Linked DNA regions of Hordeum vulgare: region 2 is linked to region 1. A link is a contact called in public Hi-C data. All regions are on one chromosome and are shown on one strand. The core of a region is the stretch at or near the end of the contact, and the rest is flanking DNA. Distances in the headings are between cores, read along the strand shown.

Region 1 (7,815 bases), core at 1,575-4,074:
AGATTGTAATCCCCGGTACACCCATTACAGTGAGTACTCCTTTAGGTGTTGCTCCTGAAGATAATGATGACCCAGAACATTAACATATGTTGGATGCATCGTACTCGGCACTTCAGATAAATAAACAAATAATATAGGAGTTTGTTTACTGTTTTCAATACATGAACAGTTTCCAATGCGATAGGGTTCGATAACATGGCAGACACAGTTCCAAAGGGTCATATTAACAGCTGCTAGCAGCCTGGCATAATTCTTTGAAACATGACAAACTTGTGTGTTAATGGGCCATAATCAGAATATGCATTTCGGTTTGATCGGACAAACTTGTGCGTTAACATCCCATGACCTGAAATACTCAATATTATGCTGAAAAAATGCACACATGTGCTCATACATGAATGTTGCAATTAGATTAAACTTCAGTTTGCTAATATGGTGATACACAATGGATTCAACATAAAACCACCAAATTGCAGGTTCTAGATATGCATTGTTCCATACCATCTAAAAGTATTTTCACTCGGAATTTGTGCTGCTGACAAGGTTCGTGAGAGGCCAAACAGAATGAACCAACAACGTAATATATATGACACTCAATACACCATATCAAGTAAAACCAGAAAAAAATCATGAGAGAGAATACCCACTATCTGGTCCACCAAGTTGTGCAATTGCATCCACAAAGCGACTATGGAGATCTGAAGTCCATCTTAGACGTTGTTTCCCACTCCCTACAGGATTAGCAGGGTTGCTTATGTTGGATCCACCGAAAGCTCCAATATTACTTACATGCTCACTATTCTGAGCCCTCTGTGGTGCAAAGGGCACAGAAAAGTTCTTAGCATGGTACATCATGAGAGTACTGCAACAATTGTAAGAAATTGTCATACACATCAGTAAGGCCAAGAAATGTTATAATTTAGGATGAAACAAGTCTACATTATGATGCCATCCTGTATATCTAACAGAATATATCAAGTTGATGGTAGAATGTAAGCAAGGCGACATATTTTTCTGGTACAAGGAGAACTCGTCGTCAGTTCAGGAAATCTTGGTCAGCGTATTTATTCCAAGATCTCGAAAAGTTGGCAAGTCTCCTACTCTTTTCAGAAAATATGCCTTTTATACTCAAAGGACTACTGCTACAAGTAAATAAGCAAAGTGGGCGACACTGAACATGGAAGACAATATTGACACAACAGAGCACCGTAACTAAAAACATAAAATCTTTATTCTAGCGGTACTATCAAAATATCCAAATAGCCAACGACAATAGAGCAATTTTATAACCTCTCCAAATCACATTAAGAACACAAGTTCATCCCAGGCTGCTAACTGAATTCCACATGGAAGGAACATAAAAAAAATATTCAAGCAAAAGACGAAGACCAGTTCAGCTAGCTTAACTGAACGCAGCAACTGAGACTAAAAGTTTGACAAATAAAACTAATAGCACCGGGCACTGATAGCAGCTTGGCGCCAGTATGTCGAAGAATCACCAGCAGATAGAGTTTGTGGTAAAATGCTGAATGGAGCCTGTGGTTCCTGAAGCGAGGTAGTAACAATCTGATAACTCGTTGCTATGTAATGTGTTTGTTGACAGAGAGTTGCTATGTTATTTTATCGCTGCGCTTCTGGTTTATTTTGCTTACAACGTGTATGTTGGATGGAACTACAGCTCTGCTCTGCCCTTCCCATCAAAAAGAAAAAGCTCTGCTCTGCCCTTAAAAACCGCAATTAAATTTCGTTAACGACGCTGAGGGCAATCCCTTCTCTGAAAGAAAGGGGAAAAAAAAGAATCAGCTGCCCTGGAGGTAATCTCAGTCATTCCCAAATGCCAATAGAAGGTCCCTACACAGAACACCTCCCAAAGGCCAGTCTGATGGAAGCAGCGGTTCCAATCCGACGATTATCACCAAATTACGCTACAAGTACAAAATACATCAAACCGATTGGATCGAGATCACGGCCATACGCAAATACCATGTCCATCACAAAAATCCAACCTAGCCTTTTCCGGCCTCAGAATCGCACAAGCCGGCACAAGAACAGCGACGCACGGCTCATAAACCAAAACAAGCTTACGAGCAAGGAAATCGCCGAAACACTACTCGCACCACAGAAACACGTCAGAAGCGACGCCACCGCCCAAACGTGATCTCCCTCCCTGCCCATGTTTTTAATTTATTTAATACCGCGCTTCTCACATCCACCCGCAGCAAACGGAATGGAAATCTCACGAGGAACACCAGGAAATCCACTCCGAGGTCAGTAAAATTCACACTGACTACGCTCGCCACTAGCAAGAGAGGAGCGCCACTCACTCACCGGCCCCTGGTACACAATTCCGCCGCAATACGCCTCGCCGAGCCGCGATCTCGACCTCACGGAAGACACGGGCAGAACAGACAGAACCCCTTCCCGCCCCCTCCTCGCCCCTGACTAGCAGACACGCCTGAATTCAGTAAGAGACCGGGAAAGGCATGGGGGGCGGAAGAGCTGGGAGCCGGCGCTTACTTACCGGCACGGAAGAAGGACGCCGCCGCCGCCGCCGCGACCGGGACCGGGGCCTCCTCGCAGTCGCAGGTGCGCCGCGCTCGTCGGGGGGATAGAGAGAGAGATAGAGAGAGAAAGAGAGAGGGAATCAAATGCTGCTGCTGCTGCGTGCTGCTGTGGAGGGCCAATCAGGCGGATGCCCCAATCGGGCGCTGGGGTCCGGGCGGGGAGGCGAGGATGGGAGCGGTGGTGGTGCGAACGGGAATGGGAGGGGAGGGGAGGGGAAAGCGGCTGGTGGTGGTGTCCGGCGAAAGCGACGCCGCGAGAGCGGAGGGCTTGGGAACGGAGACACACACACAACACACAGACAGATCTTTTACACCATTCTCCCCCTCCGATGCGCACCGTGGGCCGGCCCGGGCGGGCCTATCCACCAGTACTGCCCCCGGCCCTGGCCCCGCGGCCCCCTGGGTCCTGACCTGTCAGCGAGCTACTAGCAGCACCCGCTAGTGATGTGGCAGTGGCAGTGGCACTGTACCAGATCTTTGTTTGTTTGCCGCGGCGAGCACGGCTTTCCGTCGCCGGGGACACTGTTCGACTGCGGGGACTGTGCTTTGCTTAACCCGCGAGAATCTTCGGGGCCGCGCCGCATTGATGGCAGATTCCCCGCTGCCATTCCATCCCGTCCCATTCCCAGCCCGTCTACTCCGTCCGTCCTCCGTCACGTGGCGCACAGCGCCATGCCCTTCCCTCGCTTGCCATCATCGGACCGGGCGCACGTGCATTCATGAGTCCCCAGCCGTGTCTTGCTAGGCGCTTCCGTGCATTTATTACCGCTGGCAAAACGTAACAAAATGCATGCTTGCCCGTTGCTGGAAGGGAACTGGAAACGGCCCAAAAGCAGACCCTGCCACGACGAACAAAACGGGAGACGAATAACTCCGCGCCTACAAAATACAGCTGGAAAGTTCCAGCGATCGGAGGAGGATCTAGGAAGAAGTTTTTTTTTATTTTTATTTTTCTGAGATAAAGATCCTGGGAAGAAGTGTGTGCGACGCAAGCGATCCCGGTACAATCATGGCCCAGGAAGGATTCAAGGGGAAGAAAGGAGGGGGAACGCCGGCCACCCATGATGCCCCTATCTATCTATCTATCTAACGGCAAAGGGGGGCAAAGGGAGGTGACCTCGAACGGAAAAATCATTGTGATTTGCGATGCGAGCACTCTCGGACTCACCAGCAAAAGTACCTCAAAAGCGACGAGGGTTTGGACAAGAAACGCAGAGGCGAGGCCCCCGCCACGAGGAAGAAGAAAGCTTGGGCGACAGGTCATCTCATCTCATCTCGTATGCATCAACCCTCCGTCGCTGCATGCGCGCGGAGGATTTTAAAAAAAATAAAATGATAAAGTAGAAAGGCGTGGACTTCCGTTTTACGATAGATATCGATCTGTTCAACCTTCAACGCAGCGCCCTGGAGTCTGGTCGGTGGGTCACCTGCCCCTGCCAGTTTGCTTCAGGTAGCACTGAAAATTTCCTTGGACTGTGGCCGGGGCCGGCCGGCCCGGGAGCGACACGGAGGAGATGGCAGGCTCCAGTTGACAGGCCCCGGGGGGCCGGCAGCGGCGCGGATCAATTCGACCGGACGGCGACGCCATCGGCTGCAAAAGCGTCATCAAAGGAAAGGAGCCCGCTTTGGCGTTGCAAGTATTCGGGGTTTTGGCAGCGGATTCTCTATTAGCCAACTCCTATTTATTACTGTACCACACCAAACGGTCGTCTTCATTCGTTCAACGTGTTAATGGATCCGTGTCTCAAAGGACGTGGATGTCACCTAGAGAGGGTGAATAGGCGCTTTAAAATAATTAAGGTTTAGGTTTGAACAAATGCGGAATAAAACTAACGTTTAATATGTCAAGCACAAAATCTCAAACAACTAGCCTCACCTATGTGCACCAACAACTTATGCTAAACAAGATAAACAACTAAGTGATAGCAAGATATATGACAAGAGACAATATGGCTATCACAAAGTAAAGTGCATAAGTAAAGGGTTCGGGTAAGAGATAACCGAGGTACGCGAAGACGATGATGTATCCCGAAGTTCACACCCTTGCGGATGCTAATCTCCGTTGGCGCGGTGTGGAGGTACAATGCTCCCCAAGATGCCACTAAGGCCACCGTAATCTCCTCACGCCCTCGCACAATGCATAATGTCGTGATTCCACTAAGGGACCCTTGAGGGCGGTCACCGAACCCGTACAAATGGCAAACCTTGGGGGCGGTCATCGAACCCGTACACGTGACAACCCTTGGGGGCGGTTACCGGTACCCGTACAAATTGCTCGGGGCAATCTCCACAACCTAATTGGAGACCCCGACGCTTGCCCGAAGCTTCACACCACAATGATTGAGCTCCGAGACACCACCAAGCTTCTAGGACGCCAAAGCATCCACGAAGAACAATATCTAGGGTACTAAGTATCAAAGGTAATAAGCTTCTCAAACTTCACTTCCACGTATCACCGTGGAGAACTCAAACCGATGCAACCAATGCAATGGCAAGAACACACGAAGTGGTCAAGTCCCTCACACTCAAATCCCTCCACAACAACAAAAGCTATGGAGAAATATGAGAGGAAGAACAAGGAGCTCACAAAGAACTCCAAGATCTAGATCCAAGGGGTTCCCCTCACATAAAGGAGAAAGTGATTGGTGGAAATGTGGATCTAGATCTCCTCTCTCTTTTCTCTCAAGAACAAGCAAGAAGCATTGGAGGTATTGAGAGTAAGCAAGCTCTAAGAATGTCAACAATGGAGGTAGAACAAGAGCTCAACGGATAAATAAGGCCAAGGGGGAAGAAGACCCCCTTTATATAGTGGGGGAAGGAATCAGACCGTTACCCCCCACTTACAGCCCGAGCCCAGCGGTACTACCGCTGACCCTCCGGCGGTACTACCGCTGGCTGCAGCGGTACTACCGCTGAGCCCATGGTAGCGCAAAGATACTACCGGGCCAACCACCGCCAAGAAAGTCTTCGCAAAAATGTCCGACGCAGTACAACCGCAAAGATGACGGTACTAAAAGCTTGGAGCGGTACTACCGCTGGCCAGGGGCGGTACTACCGCTGGGACAGCGGTACTACCGCCAGCTCTAGCGGTACTACCGCTAGGGCCAGCGGTACTACCGCCAACTCTAGCTGTACTACCGCTAGGTCCAGCGGTACTATCGCTCGCCACTGAAACAGCCATAACTTTCGCATACGAGCTCAGAATCGAGCAAACCCAAGCTTGTTGGATTCAGGACGACAAGAGCTATCCAAACAGCGACCATGCAGATATGAAAATGCCAATGATATATAGATGTGAGTCCTCTATGAATGAAGAACCGGCAAAAACTCCAACATCGAAAACATCATAGTAGATGCATATGGACTTCGTTTTTGATGAACTCAAGCTTGTCACGAAGATGACCATAAGCTCTAAAACTCACAAAGAGAAACACCAAATAAGAACCAAGAAGTATGATGCAAGGATGCAAATGGTTTGAGCTCTCAACGAACGATACGATCAAGCTACTCACTTGAGAGCCCCCCTTGATAGTACAACAATCTATCCTAAACAGAAAACCTATCAAGGGCAAACCTATACCTTGCACCTCGTCCTCTTGAGCTAGATGATGATGATCTTGGCTTCCTCAAGATGGACCACCTTTCTTGATTGCGTTGGCTTGATGAAGACTAGTTGATTGCTCCCCCATACTCACTATGGGTGAGCCACTCTTCAGCATATCTTCACAAGTCCATTGCCACCACAATGGACGACAAGCTTCAAGCATGATATCTTCGTGCTGATCCACTTGAACTTGCACATCGCAATCTTGATGACGATCACAACTTGACGTCATACTTCATGGGTTGTATGAGATCTTTACTTTGACGCAAGCCCATGGAAACACACCTAACCCCCACATAGAACTCTCACGAAGACCATGGTTAGTACACAAACACGTAATGGACAATGCTTACCATACCATGGGATCACTTGATCCCTCTCGGTACATCTTGTACGCTTTGTGTGTTGATCATCTTGATTTACTCTTTGTCTGAGATCTTGATCAACCATGTATCTCTATGACCATTCTTTGGATAATACCTTGAATACCATCTTGGTCATCATATAAACTCCTTGAACCCAACAGATGGACTTCAAGAAGTGCCTATGGACAAATCCTATGAATGTAACTTAAGGCAACCATTAGTCCATAGGAATTGTCATCAATTACCAAAACCACATATGGAGATATATGTTGGGGAACGTCGCATGGGAAACAAAAAATTTCCTACGCGCACGAAGACCTATCATGGTGATGTCCATCTACGAGAGGGGATGAGTGATCTACGTACCCTTGTAGATCGTACAGCAGAAGCGTTAGAGAACGCGGTTGATGTAGTGGAACGTCCTCACGTCCCTCGATCCGCCCCGCGAACAATCCCGCGATCAGTCCCACGATCTAGTACCGAACGGACGGCACCTCCGCGTTCAGCACACGTACAGCTCGACGATGATCTCGGCCTTCTTGATCCAGCAAGAGAGACGGAGAGGTAGAAGAGTTCTCCGGCAGCGTGACGGCGCTCCGGAGGTTGGTGATGATCTCGTCTCAGCAGGGCTCCGCCCGAGCTCCGCAGAAACGCGATCTAGAGGAAAAACTATGGAGGTATGTGGTCGGGCTGCCGTGGCAAAAGTTGTCTCAAATCAGCCCTAATACCTTAGTATATATAGGAGGGAGGGGGAGGGAAGAGGCAGCCTCAAACCCTCAAGGTTTGGCCGAAATTGGAGGTGGAGGAGTCCTACTCCAATCCTACTTGGAGCAGGATTCCACCTTCCCACTTGGAAACTCTTTCCACCTTGTGTTTTTTCCTTCTCAAACCTTATGGGCCTTAGTGGGAACTTATTCCAGCCCACTAGGGGCTGGTTTATCTCTTCCCATAGCCCATGAGACCCCTTGGGGCGTGACACCCCTCCCCATGGTCCCCGGCACCCCTCCCGGCACTCCCGGTACACTACCGATGAGCCCGAAACTTTTCCGGTAATGCACGAAAACCTTCCGGTAACCAAATGGGGTCATCCTATATATCAATCTTCGTTTCCGGACCATTCCGGAAACCCTCGTGACGTCCGTGATCTCATCCGGGACTCCGAACAACATTCAGTAACCAACCATATAACTCAAATACGCATAAAACAACGTCGAACCTTAAGTGTGCAGACCCTGCGGGTTCGAGAACTATGTAGACATGACCCGAGAGACTCCTCGGTCAA
Region 2 (7,815 bases), core at 2,938-5,437, 370 kb before region 1:
TCAAGACAGTACTGATATGCGAAGCAAATCCCGTCAAGAAACAAACATTCGAAGTAAATTGAAACGGTGGAGAATGTAAATACTCATTTTCGAGTCCTTCCGATTCCACTAACGAAACCAAGGAAGCAGCGCACTGGATCTGCACTGCCAATGCCTTTGATACATGTGCAGAATCTTCATCACATATGCGATTCGTGTATACGTACAACTATTATACATACAAACGAAAGAAATGCAGTACACATACACATTGCAGCCAGAACTTTGCATGCGCAGAGCATTCACATCGATCCAGCATCACAGTAACACCGTCACGGCACAAGATTCAGAAACATGGCGCCATTTTCATCACCCAAGAGCAATCCATCACTCCCCAGATCGATCGATCAGAGAAGGGAAGAAGCGGGGAAGATGGCTCCGCTCGGCCCGTCGACCGACGGGAGGATCACTTGTTGTTCATGAGCACCTTGACGAGCTCCTTGCACTGGACGCGGCCCTCGCCGCGGGGGTCGGCCTTGCGGACAAGCTCGTCGGCCTCCTCCTCCGTCAGCCGGTCGCCGTGGGTCAGCATCACCTGCCGCAGCTGCTCCGCGGGGATGACGCCGCTCCCGTCGTCGTCGAAGGCGTCGAGGCACTCGACCAGGCGCTTGGCCGACACGCCGGCGTTGGCCTTGCGCGCCGCCACGGCCAGGAACGTGGGGAGGTCGACGGCGGCGGCGCCCGCGCCCGCGCCCGCGTCCTCGAGGAAGCCCCGCGCCTCGGCCTCGTCCACGTTCTGGCCCAGCGAGCGGAGCGCCGTGACCAGCTCGCCCGCGGCGATGCGGCCGTCCTCGTCGCCGTCGAACAGGTCGAACACCTCCTTGCACTCGTCCGCCTGCTCCCGGGTCAGCTTGGCCGCCATGGCAGAGCCAGAGCAAAGCTGCTGGAGGGGAGTTGGGTAGGAAGTGGCCTGATTGATTGGCCTAATTCATGTCCGGGCTGCTCGTAATGATGAAGCTTTTCTTTTGACATGAAGATTTCCTTTTTATTATCTTAAAAATGAGAAACTTTACTACTCCCTCCGTTCCTAAATACTACTCCAGATTTCGCTAGTGGTCCACATACGAAGCAAAATGAGTGAATCTATAGTTTAAAGTATGTCTATATACATCCGTATGTAGTTCACTCGTAAAACTTGTAGAAAGACTTATAGTATTTAGGAACGAAGGGAGTACATAATTTCTTCGTTTTTAAATATACATTTTTTCAAGATTTTACTAAAACGAAGCAAAATAAATAGATTTACACCTTAAAATGTATCTGTATACATCCTTACGTAGTGTCCTAGGATTTTTTTTTTAAAAACTTATATTTAAAAGCGAAAATGACGGCCAGCTTCGAAGGGACAAAGGAATAATTTCAAGGAGCTGGCACGCACCTTCGGACTGGTTCATACAAAACATACAAGTAGTGACCAGTGATTCCGGTCGCCCGTGGAAATAATACAGCGGGGAATCGCTGAGCCAGGCAGCAGCCAACCCAGCCCCGATCATGCAGCCTGGCACCATTACCCTGTCGAGATTCAAACAATGCAACTCTTGGTTTCGCTGTCGTGGCCACCATTTCCCATAATTATTGATTTCAATCATACCAACCTGTATTCTGCATTTGTGTTTTCTTCAAAAAATATATCGAATTTAAACCTGTTGGGAACAAGTGTGAGCGCAGAGCAGTTCAGCGAAAACTAAGTTCTTAAACGCCATCCATTCCACCATTTGTCATTATTATTTTTCCCATTTTATTAGTTTTGTTCGTAAAAGACTACAGGAACTCCTAAAGAAATCCGAACTTGTTAGGAACAAGCGCGAGCGCAGAGAAGTTCAGCGAAAACTATGACCCGAGTTGTCAAACGCCCCCATTCAAATAAAGCAAGCATCCCGCACAACCTGGTGCAGAGACCCTAAATCCCATGACAAGACAGAGACCAAACAGGCGCAGGATGAGTGCCACAAACCAAAAGAAACCAGGTAATCCAATGTTGCTCCACACGACTACACCGCTACACAGAGATAACCCCACCAGCTACCCAACAGTGCTTAAAAAACGATCACACAGCACAAAATACAACTTTCGAGTCTGTCTGGCATTTCCAAATTTCCAATCCACTTGAGAGCAAACTAAAGCTTATTTTCCGTGGGAGGGCCCGCCCCGCCCCCCTCACTTGGCCATCATGACCTTGACGAACTCCTCGTAGTTGATCTGGCCGTCGCCGTCCACGTCCGCCTCCCGGATCATCTCGTCCACCTCCTCGTCCGTCAGCTTCTCCCCGAGGTTGGTCATCACATGGCGCAGCTCTGCAGCCGAGATGAAGCCGTTCTGGTCCTTGTCGAACACGCGGAAGGCCTCCTTGAGCTCCTCCTCCGAGTCCGTGTCCTTCATCTTCCTCGCCATCAGGTTCAGGAACTCTGGGAAGTCGATGGTGCCGTTGCCGTCCGCATCAACCTCGTTGATCATGTCCTGCAGCTCCGCCTCCGTGGGGTTCTGCCCAAGGGATCGCATCACGGTTCCGAGCTCCTTGGTGGTGATGCAACCTGCACAAAATCAAATATCGATAAGCATTTGCTCAGCACTACGAAATAAAACAAGAATAAGTTAACTACCAGGGATTTAAGAATTGGTCTGTTTAGGCAATGTGGGACTATCTTTGTTAATGTCCTAACAACACAGGATATGGCATAATGATAGTACCACTAATCAGCATGTTGGCCACTTACATAATGTAACCACAAGGAGCTGCAAGTTGCAACGGGCGGGGTTCTTAAACAAACATGGATCTAAACAAGTACTATGTGTCTGTCTTGCAGTATAAGCAGTACAGTTTAAATATTATAGTCCGACAGGGTAACATGAGGGAACAAAAAGATAGGTCCAACTTGCCAGACGCATTCCTAATGTGTCACTGATGTTCATTCCAACATATTGAATTCTAGAAATCAATTTATGGATCATCTGAAGAAATGATGGACGGCGTACACGCAGAAGCCTTAAGAAGGCAATGCTTAGGTTTTAGCATTAATCAGGTTGTATCCCATCAAGTAAATAATGATGTAGTTCTTGCTGCTCATTAACAAATGATGAAATCAGAAGTCAACATACAATTCAACAAGTCATCATGCATACTACTACCAAGCAAGGAAATAACTAGAGTAGTATTAAATATTGCAGAAATGAGCTTTGACACTACTAGAAAAGAGGAATCGACAAATCAAATGTTGGTCTTAGACTAGACGGTTAACACTAGATCTCCGAGTTATACGCTGTCAGAAGCTAGATCATACTGTAACCACAAAGTCTCTTGAGTGTCAGGTTATACAAAGGAGAGCTAATCGCAACCCCGAATCCTTACTAATCCTTGACATCAAGCAGCCACTAGTACTGTAGATCACAACCAGATCAACGCATCAAATTGTCCATCAGGTCCAACCGTTGGTGCATTCGACCCTATCATTAAAAACCACACAGAACCCTCAACTGGCCCAACTACCAGCAACGGGAATGCCTAAGAGCTACTCGTGCTACCCTGCTAGAGCATTTAACCTTTGTTGTTTGTGGTAGTACACGAAGAACAACCTGATTCGCATCTGTATCACTGCAAATTCCGAAACACTCGACAGCTCTAAACCCTAGCTCCTAAATGCAGCCAGTCGCTGCTCCTCGCACAGGAGCAGCCCCAAATCCTACAGCCATGAACCGAATCGCCTCAACAAGACAAACGGCCTGCAGTCGGGCACAGAACAAACAGCTAGCCAGAGCAAACGAACGATCCCACCGGATGCAAGCATCCATCCCGCGCAGGGCCAGAACAACGCGAAAGTCCTAAAACGACCACACAGCCCAGGCATGGCCGCCCGGATCTAGAGCCCTAGCCACAGCGCTCCGGGACAAAAACCCAATTCGGCCGGATCGGGGGCCGCCCGAGCACGATCCGGCCGGGCGCGGGAGAGCGGGGGGAGGGGGAGAGGGGGGGGGGGGGGTACCGTCGCCATCCTTGTCGAAGAGGCTGAAGGCCTCCTTGAACTCGGCGATCTGCTCGTCGGTGAGCTGGTCCGCCATGGGGGAGGAAGCTTCGAGAAGGTGCGCACGAGACACGGGGGCGGCTGCGCGAAGGGGGGAATAAACCGGGCTCGGTGGTGGGGAATGATGGCCTGTGCGTGCCCCCGTGGGCTGGGTTTTATAGACCGGTGGCGGCTGGCGAGGGGGAAGGTTTGTTTCCTGGAGCCGCGGGCCGTGTATCCAGTTTCCCTTTGCTTTTTGCTTTTTCCTTTTCTTTTTCTTCCCCTTTCCTTTTTTTTATTCCCTCCTCTTGGCCCTTTTTCCTTGCTTGGATCCTTGGCAATCTATGGTTCCATCCATACTCCGATTGCGCAACCATGGTTTCCGTGTTTATTCTTTGTATATGGTTTAGTGGTTTAGGAATCACTTTTAGGCTCCGTTGAGTTTCAAGTTGTTTTCGTTAGAATAACATCGGTTGTAGATTAACAAAGACTTGGTAGCGAGAGTTCGGAAGGACCCCTACGGTGAAGAGCTGGTAGATGATGGTTGTGAGTGATTGTATGTCCATTCTTTACCATGTCGACGATGAAAAACTATAACGGTGTGTGAAGCATCCCAAAGGAGATAAAGGGCTAAGCAAGAAAAGAGAATGATAAAAAAAATACTATTTCGATTTTGCTAGTCCTTGGGAACATGTGGTGATGCATAATATTAAATCTACATAGGTCTGGGCTAGTGGACAATTCAATAGAAAATGTGATTTGCTTCCTAAGAAGAACATTTGTTTAAATGAAAGAGTTTCCACGGGCATCGAATACCATTTCTTCAACTAAGGAAGAATTGTTATCGAAGGATTTCCTTCCATTCTTCCTGGGTTGCAAAGGGAAAAGACGGACAAAGGGCAGACATATGAATAGTTTGGAACTAGTATACTCCCCTCATTTTCATTGTTGAGGAAATCGTTAACTGGTAGCTGCTCGGTTGGTTGACGAGTACGGGATTAATAGTCTAATCGGTAAGTTAATCGCCCATGTAATCAATTAATCGGGCGATTTACCACTTAATCGATTACTCGGTGATCTTATGAGTAGGGGTTAATCGGCAAATTAATTGGTTAATCGAACGAATTTTTGAACAGGGTACATTTCTAAATATAAAACCTTTTGAAGATTTTAATATTGACTACATACAAAGCAAAACGATTGAATCTATACTCTGAAACATGTATATATACATCCGTATGTAATCAGTATTAAAATCTCTAAAGATAGTTATATTTGGAAACGGTGGGAGTAGTTGACATGTGTGTCAATGATTATAAAAGAAATAAAATGAAAAAAATTGATTATCCTTCCGGTTTCCATTACTCAAATTAAGTTGCAATTATGCTTACTTGACTTTGAGTGCCATGTTGCATGTTATAAAGCACTGTTAACCGAACAACTAGTAAGGTTACATGTTTCATTAATAGGGAAAGTGTCTGATGCGCTACGGCTTGCCGTGCATCTGACCGCGGTTGCTACCTTTAAATGTCGTGGAAAATTCATCATCATGGATATAATATATGCACAACATGAATAAAATTCGGATTTGAAGATGAATTCAAAAAGAAAAATTATACGGATTCGTCGCCGATAGTGGATTCAGAACCCTACTTGCATTAGGTAATATCCAGTACTACATAATTTGTCCATTCAATGAGGTTCGGCTCGAAAATTCGATACGAGCTTGCTCCGGTCCAGAGTTATTTTTTGTTTTCAGTTCTTCAAACAATTTCTGCTCCGTTTCTACATCTTCCTTTTCCTCTTGCAGGGAGACTTGATGTCCGATATAAATCAATTCCTTGCGGTCCGTTGTTTTTCCTCCTCAAAGTCGCAGCAAAGTCGCGGTTGGCATTTATCTCAAGCGTTGGGAGGAAGGAGAGGCGGACGAGTCAAGGCGATGGACCAGGTCACTGCTCCGTCACCGTCAGATCAGACATCGGTCCATCGCACACAGGACAGGAGACACGCAAGAAGCTCAGGTCAAGACTGACCTCAACACGCTGTCGTCGTCGTTATCTTTTTCTTCCTGACGACGTGGCTATCAACGCGCTGTTTCGAGCCGAAAGCGATGCGTTTTGCTGGGGCCGGCCCTGTTAGCCCAGCAAGCATGTGGAAATGGGCATTTTTTTTCCCGTCTCGCGACGAAAAGGCCCGTGGGCTTATCACGAAACCGTTGCAGAGAGCTGAGAGAATGAAGAGAGGGAATATTGTCGGGCCTCTATAAATGATCTGGCTTTGTCTTGTACCATTGCCTGGGAGAATCAGAGCTTTGTGCAAAGCGGTTTATTTCTTGTTAGAACGGCGAAGCATCTGCTACTATATTACGAAAAAACAGCAAAGTATCATCCGTTCCCACCCTTTTCCCTTTTTGTCTCTGTCTGAGAAATCTCCTCTCTTTTTTTTTGGTATATACAATGTTGGGGTGGAGCTTCAAATTCTCCCTCTCCCCCAAGTTCGTAGATAAGAAAACAACTTTCCCCGTCGTCACAACTCACAATTGTATCACAATTATAAGGAGATGAGGTTTTGTGCGATAACGTGGGAAGATGATTGGTAGGTTTACCTCTCTGTCTAGGTTTCATATAAGATCATCCAGGGAATTAAAGCTCCACCGTCCCCGTCGCTGTTGAGCCTTTTGACAAACGCTGCCAACCCGGTGATCGCGAGACGCTATCGCCTTCCCTGTCTGTCGGTCTCTTCTTGTACGAGCATCCACATCACATGTATACGTATTTGTATGGAATTCCTTCCTTTCGGTGTCTTGGTTTACCTACGTCTCCCCCACCTTGGCGTCTCAACTTTGTCCATCCTACTGAACGGCTCACACCTACCAGCAACATATTCCAGCACATACAACACAATTAGATTTATGTCTGACACAACAGATCACAAAACAAGACCAGACATTTTCACAACACTGCCTCTTGTTTCATTTCACCGGAGTTCAGTTCAGACCGTTCGGACCTCATGCCACAAGAAGAGTTCACTCAAGAAAGAAAGAAAGAAAGAGAGAGAAACAGATGGTTCCTGATCTCCCCTTATGTACATTGTCAAGCTACACTCTCTTATTCACCCCCAATCAGTCCTAGTTCGACGCCGCTGCTTCCTTTCATCTTCCACCAGCGGCATCGGTCACCCGGTCACCTCCTCATCAGCGGTTTGTAGAGCACGACGTTCACATACTTCGACTGGAACCGGTGGGTGACTCCGAGGGCGAGCAGAGACTGCGACCCCCATCCTTTCTCGATGAACAGATGGTCGAGGACGACGTGCTGCGGCTTCGGTTTCGGAGCGTGCTCGTCGGAGTTGTCGGTGCCGCCAAGGACAGACATGAGAAGCTGTGGTGGAAGTGCAGGCGGCTCCTTGCCAAACTCCTCGTCGGCTGGGAACACCACGCTGTAGCTGTGTTCAGGCGATGGGGGCGCGTCGAATTCCGCCACGCTGTCAAGACTGTCTGGAATGTAATCCTGCCAAAAATAGAGATGTTCTCAGGTGAAATCAAGAGCCTACATTCTGGAATGCCATTTTAGAGAACGACCGAGCAAAATGCTGAAATAGACTTATATAATCCTTACTGACATGGACATCAAGGAGGTTGGCCACCTGCCCTCTTTCATCAGTCACATGAGGTAGTTCGGACACATATCTCGGCACCCCATCAACAATGATCCTGTAATGATATATTCCAGATGGCAGAACCAGCAATACAGCATGATCTTTCCCAGACCTTTCTAACACC

Evidence for each region. A called contact is a pair of places that touch in the nucleus more often than the background predicts.
Region 2: a contact with region 1 is called in a Hi-C map of seedling, with 3 times the contacts expected there. The contact joins the promoter of LOC123444155 here to the promoter of LOC123444133 in region 1. A contact is called at or near these places in 3 of 6 Hi-C or Micro-C datasets (leaf and seedling).

Annotation. Positions count from the first base shown.
Region 1 is chr1H:448,311,524-448,319,338 of MorexV3_pseudomolecules_assembly, reverse strand. LOC123444133 (myb family transcription factor PHL7-like) reads right to left here and starts at 2,824. Exons shown (of 7, transcript XM_045120763.1): 1 at 2,522-2,824; 2 at 648-862; 3 at 1-54. The coding sequence starts at 855.
Region 2 is chr1H:448,679,717-448,687,531 of MorexV3_pseudomolecules_assembly, reverse strand. LOC123444155 (calmodulin-2) reads right to left here and starts at 4,187. Exons shown (of 2, transcript XM_045120788.1): 1 at 4,017-4,187; 2 at 1,980-2,570. The coding sequence starts at 4,092. The coding sequence ends at 2,197. It overlaps LOC123444147 (SNF1-related protein kinase regulatory subunit beta-1-like), which reads right to left. Exons shown (of 4, transcript XM_045120776.1): 3 at 7,656-7,815; 4 at 6,983-7,543. The coding sequence ends at 7,217. It overlaps LOC123413634 (probable calcium-binding protein CML9), which reads right to left and starts at 1,029. Exons shown (of 1, transcript XM_045106573.1): 1 at 34-1,029. The coding sequence starts at 901. The coding sequence ends at 446.